2 separate regions of the Sus scrofa genome follow, and region 2 is linked to region 1. Evidence: chromatin contacts called from public Hi-C data. All regions are on one chromosome and are shown on one strand. The core of a region is the stretch at or near the end of the contact, and the rest is flanking DNA. Distances in the headings are between cores, read along the strand shown.

What was found. A called contact is a pair of places that touch in the nucleus more often than the background predicts.
Region 2: a Hi-C map of alveolar macrophages shows a contact between it and region 1, with 2.4 times the contacts expected there. The contact joins the enhancer-like site here to the promoter of RASA3 in region 1. A contact is called at or near these places in 9 of 47 Hi-C or Micro-C datasets (alveolar macrophages, blood, embryonic fibroblasts and 3 more) and 1 of 2 datasets of contacts at active chromatin or transcription factors (alveolar macrophages).

What each region holds. Positions count from the first base shown.
Region 1 is chr11:79,026,652-79,029,498 of Sscrofa11.1, forward strand. It overlaps RASA3 (ras GTPase-activating protein 3), which reads right to left and starts at 1,340. Exons shown (of 24, transcript XM_003131110.5): 1 at 1,133-1,340. The coding sequence starts at 1,187.
Region 2 is chr11:79,068,435-79,071,238 of Sscrofa11.1, forward strand. It overlaps LOC100519511, which reads left to right. Exons shown (of 5, transcript XM_005653842.3): 5 at 350-2,418. The coding sequence ends at 359. Among named protein-coding and RNA genes, the nearest start is that of CDC16, 14 kb to the right of the region's middle. Within about 2 kb of position 1,362, at least 20 of the 83 cell types and tissues checked have an H3K27ac peak or open chromatin away from gene starts, as enhancers often do. A contact at or near this core is called in alveolar macrophages, where this site is marked.

The sequences.
Region 1 (2,847 bases), core at 90-2,589:
CTGGCCCCTCATCCGTGAGAGGACACACTTGTGGCATTAATGTGTAGCAGACACTCCAGGCGCTGATCTTGCTCTGGGGTGAAAAAGTCTTATATCTCCAAGATAAAACAGGACCACCAGGAGAAGGTGACACTCTCTAGATAAACCCAGGAAGTCCAGACATAGCCTTCCAGCTGCACTTCCCTCCCCCAGCTCTTGGGTCCAGTGAGAAAGGCAGGCTGCTCCAGGGACACGACCTGAATGGCAGGCCGGGTGGCCAAAAGCTTCCGCGGCCAGTTCTCAATGGAAGGGGGGAGGGGTGGCTCCTGTGGCTCGCTGCCCTGAGGGAGCCCTGGGCCAGGGCGCTCCACATATTCACACACAGACATACACACACAATCACTCAGGAACACACATATGCACACACAATCCACCTACACAGTCGTGTGCACACCCAGGCACCAGTCAGCAGCCTGCCTCTGCCCCTCGCCCCGGGGCAACATGTGAAAGAGCTCACACGTTCCCAGCAAAGCAAGTTTCTGGGCGCTGCACTGAGCGGAGGTGCGGAACCCCGAGGTGGGTGTTTGGGGCACTAGAAATGTACGCATCCGGAGAGTCCCCACACGCGTGCGCGCGCTCATGCACACGCAGACACACTCCCAGCAGGGATGGGACCCGGGTCCAGCCGCACCTCTCCCTGGTGCAGGCGACCCCACCTGCGGGGACTAGGGGCCGCTCGCGGCGCGGAGGCACCGCGGGGAGCTGCGTCCCCCGAGCTCGGCCCGGCCAGTCCCGCGGAAGGTGGGGAAGGGGCTGCGGTCTCCCAGGAGATGGCGAAGGGGCACTCGGTCCGGCATCTCCCGAAGGTGGGGAGAGAGTTGAGGCCAGAGGTCTCCGGGAAGGTGGGGAGGAAGCCTTGGCCGGGCATCTCCCGAAGGTGGGGAGGAGGTAGCGGCCGGAGGTCTTGGAGGAGGTAGGGAGGGGTCAAGGCTGGGGATCTCCTGGGAGGTGGAGAGGGGAGCGCAAATGAGGAGCGCGCGTCGCCGGGAGGCGCCAGGGCCGCGGCCCTCAGCGAAGGGGTCGGGAGTCTGAGAGCGCCCGCCGATAGCCCCCTGGAAGGCCACGACGCCTCTGCCGGCTCCCGGGAGCTCACCGATCTTGATCTTCACGCTCTGGAAGACTCGGAGCCCCTCTTCCTCCACCGCCATGCTGGGTCGGCCCGGAATTCGTGCGCCGAGCCCCGCCGAGCAGCAGGAGCCAGAGCGGCGGCGCAGTCCCCGCGCTCTGCGCGCGTCTCGTCGACCGCGGGTCGGCCGCGCCTCTGTCCCCTGGCTCCGCCCACGCACCCGACCATTGGCCGAGAGCGCGAGCGTGGGCGGTGAGGCTCCGCCCACGGCCCTGCCCAGTTGCCTTGTGCCTGAGGTCCGCAAAGGGGCAGGAGCGAGACGGCTCCGCCCACATCCCAGCCCCAGATCCCCATTGGCCGAACCCCGCAAGGGGGCGTGGTCGGTATCAGAGAAGGGTTGGAAGGTACCACGCCGGGGTGGTTCACCCAGCAGGGAGGATCCCACAAGGGTTGCTGGAGGAACTGGGCCGAGGGGCGCTGGGGGGTACTGGGCGTGGGGAGGGCGCCAGGAGGGGACCGGTCAGCTGTCGCTGGCTCGGGGAGCGGGGGGCGGTGGCGAGGGCCGGGCGGAAGGGGGGGCGGGGACCGGGAGGGCGGGGCGTGGAGGACTAGGGTTGCAAAGAAGGTGGCGGGGGCTAGGCGAGGGGAGGCAGAATCTGGCGGGAGGACGCGGGAATAGGGAGATGTGCACATGATTTTAAGAAACTCAGACCTAAAGGAATCAAGGAAAAGAATTCTCTGGCCCAGCTCGGCCCCCTCAGAGCAAGTCCGCACTTGCGGACCAGCTGCTGGAGACCTGGCCTCTGGAGGAACAAGGGTTCCACTGAGGTTGCTGATTAGGCTCCGCAGATGTCCATTCCCTTCTGATGCCTTCCTGTCCCTCTACCGTGCCCTGGTCTCCCGCCACCTGGCTCTGAGTCTTTCAGGCCACGTGCACTCCTGTCTGCCCTTGCTGATCCCCATGCTACCATCCTCCCCTTATTTTCTGTCTCCTGACTTCCTGTCCACTTATCTCTCCTCTGACTTAGGAGTGCCCAACATCACACACACAGACTTACACACACACACACCAGAATACAAGCTTAATAAAGAGAGAGGCCTGTTTTTCTCACTGTTTTACCTCACTTCCTTAAAAAAAAAAAAAAAATGCTTAGGTACCTGTTGAAAAAGATTACTGACCATTCTTACCCTCCTTCCAGGTCCTCAATCAGCTGCTTGAGGCAACCTTCTCAGGACTGTCAGAGGAGGTGTTTACTCATGGTTTACTGAAGAGGCTGGGGTCAAGCCCCCAGTGTTGCTGCCTCAGGACCCCAGCAGGCTCCTGTAGTTGTGTGGCCACCCAGAGCCCACCCTCCTCCTAGCCAAGACTTGGCCTCCATCAGGGTAACTGAAAAGTAACCCCAGTTCCTGACCTTCTCAGAGGACCAGCTGAAACCCCAGTAGCAGCTGCATTGTTGCCAAGTGGCTCCTCTGTCCCCATCTTCCCCCCATTCTCTCACAGACTTTCCCTCCCAAACACTTCCAACCAGGTCCTGCACATGGATTTCCTCTTTGGAGTCTGTTTCCAAGGGAACCGCTGTAAGGCATCTGGGGCCAGGAGTGTCCAAGGAGTGGCCTCTATGATGGGGTTTGAGAGCCAGATGCTAAATGACAGCTGGCAGCCCTGCCCTGCTGCAGCAGTGCTGAGTTGCCAGGAGGCCTGCTGAGGGGGACACGGTGGGGTGCAGTGTCTCAGGTATTGG
Region 2 (2,804 bases), core at 112-2,611, 42 kb after region 1:
TAGGAGAGGGAATCACGCAAATGACATTGTGTCCTGGGTCTGGGGGCCCTTGGCCACCGGCATCGCATGTGTTTATTCCTATTGCCTGCTCTGCCGCCCTCCTTTGGTTTATGGCTGTCTAATTTGGTTTTTGGCATCATTTTATTTTTAGTATTTCTCTGTCATTTGATTTCAGGTTTGTGTTTTCTGAGCAGATCACTGTAATTTTGCTTTTTAATCTAGTCCAAGAGGTTTTCCCCCCCAGTTTTATTCATTTATATTTATTGACATAAGTATCATATCCTATTTGCTCTCATTTCTAGTTTTTTGTTTGTTTTTGTGTCCTTATTTGCTTTTTTCCCATTTACAGTTTTCTTTAGCAAATGTCAAGAAAATACTTGGAAACTATGCTTCAAACCCATCCTTCACTTATTTACTTTGACTCTCTTGAAATTCCACTTTAACAAAACAGGAAGCAGATAAAGCCCAAGACCAAAGGGAGATGTTAAGATAAAATAAAACAAAGAAAGGGAAAACAGAAGCTCCTAGAAATAGGGCTTCCGGCAGCTACAGCCCAGAGACTGCACTTTATTTGAAGTGTCACAGGCTTTGCTAAGTGTGGGGCCCATGGAGCAGCCCAAGAAAGGGAGCAGCACTTGCAGTTCTGACAAAGACCAGGCCCCGCAGGGCTGGGCAGCACATCCCAGTGTGGAGCCTCCAGGCGAGGTCATCTGCTTTGTCTTCTGAAAAGACAGACCTGGAAACAAACACCAGCTCAGCACCTCTGGATCCCAACTCGGAAAATCCAGCTCTGAAGACTGCGCTCTAATAAGCTGCCCTCATGCCCTGTTGGGAATTTCCAGGGCCTTGGCTTCTATGTGCAGGACGAGGGTGATGACAGGCACAGGGCAGAGGGACAGACACTCAGCTATGGATTTCCTGTCGAAAATCCCCTTCCTGACACTGGGGCGACAGCTTTGAATTAGCGGGACTTATTCTGAACAGTGTGCTTCCCTTTTCCTAGACAAGCCCCTGCCTCCATCCTTGGAAAGTTCAGGGACTTCGCACCCAGGCGGGTAGAAGGACAAAACCAAGCTTTTTGAAAACTGCAGGTTTAGGGAGGAAATAACTCAGTTTTACAGGACCAGAAAGTTGGGGAAATGTTCAAAAGAAACCCCCGTAGCCACCTCTGACCAGCTCTCTGAAGACCAGATGCCACCTCCCCAACAAAACGCCTCCCCAGGAAAACAGTCTGGCTGTTCCTCAAAAAGTAACCATAAAATTACCATATAACCTGACAATTCCACTCCTTGGTATATGCTCCAGAGAATTAAAAGGCATGTCCACACAGAAACTTGTGCAAGAACGTTCCGTCAACTGACGAGCAAATAAACAAAGTGTGGTAATAACCACGTAACAGAGTATTATGCAACCCTAAAAAGGAATAACCGCTGCATTATGGGTCAACACTGAAGGCGGTATGCTCAGTGAAAGAGGCCAGATATAAACGGCCGCATAGCGTCAGATTCCACTTCTATGAAAGGTCCAGCACAGGCCAGTCCATAGACGTGCAAAGTAGATTAGTGGCTGCCAGGGGCTGGGGGAGAAGTTGGGGCCATATCTGAGCGTGGCGGGCTTGGGGGTGGGTGATGAAAGACTTCTAAAATTGGATTTGGTGATGATTGCGCAACACTGAATATACCAAAACCACTGACATACGCAATTGAAAAGGGCGAATTTTATGTTACAGAACTGTATCTCAATAGGCTGCTTTTTAAAAACCATAAGATTAATTCTAAATAAGGTAGAATTGTCAATGCATTTAAATACTCCATTTCCCAGGCAGTCTAGTAAACTGATATTTTACTGTCCTTACCTAAGGATAGTGTTTGTTTCCAATATGCATTTTTGATCCAACAGGAACTGAAACTGAAATTTAGCACGGCCACATCCTGGACCCCAAAAGTGAAATGTAGGAGAGGCCTCAGCACACAAAGTAGGAAAAGAAAAGCGTGAGAAGTAGTGACAGGGAGACGGCAAGGCCATCCTGGTTTCCTGGTGCCACAGGCAGCTTGGGTCCCAAAGGATGCTGGTCCACACCTCAGCTGGGCCAGCGCCCCCCCCCCCCATTATCACACAAGGACAGCTGTAAATGCACATGAGTCAGCACCCAAAACTGTGTCCACAGGATATATCTGACCAGATGATGCAGCAAAACTATTTTACATGCTTCTTAGGCTAATAGCTGGAAACAAATTATGCAGAGTAACACGGGAGGTTAAAGACTTCTGAATTGGATTTTCTTCTCTGATTCTTCTCACTCTACCATATTTTTGCTGTTGTGGATTTGTTTACAATTCTCAGGTGTATTTGTGTAATTTGCCCTAAAATCTGGGATTGTTACTTTAACAAATACCTAAATAAATCAGATTAAAACTCTTCAGTGTGATGAAATTCCAACCTGACCCCAAACACATCCCCTAAGATGGAGGTGTCAGTAGGTTTTGTGTGCAGTGATCACTACTCTGCTGAGAGGGTCTCAGAATCTGCTCACCTTCTCTGCCACACCCAGGTAAGGCCATGCTTAAACTGTTCTACAGCAACAAACAGTTATCACACTGAACCCAGTTCTTAACACAGTTAAGGCCTCAAAAAAAAAAAAAAAAAAAAAAAGTTAAAAGACTCACTCATTTACCAACAAACTCTGTGTATGGGCCAGGCCCTGGGACCCAGTCAAGGCAGACTGACGCGCTCCTCGGAGCTGGGCCTCCGTAGCATCACAGTACCTAATGCGCTTGGCCACACCTAACTCGCACTGTGGATTT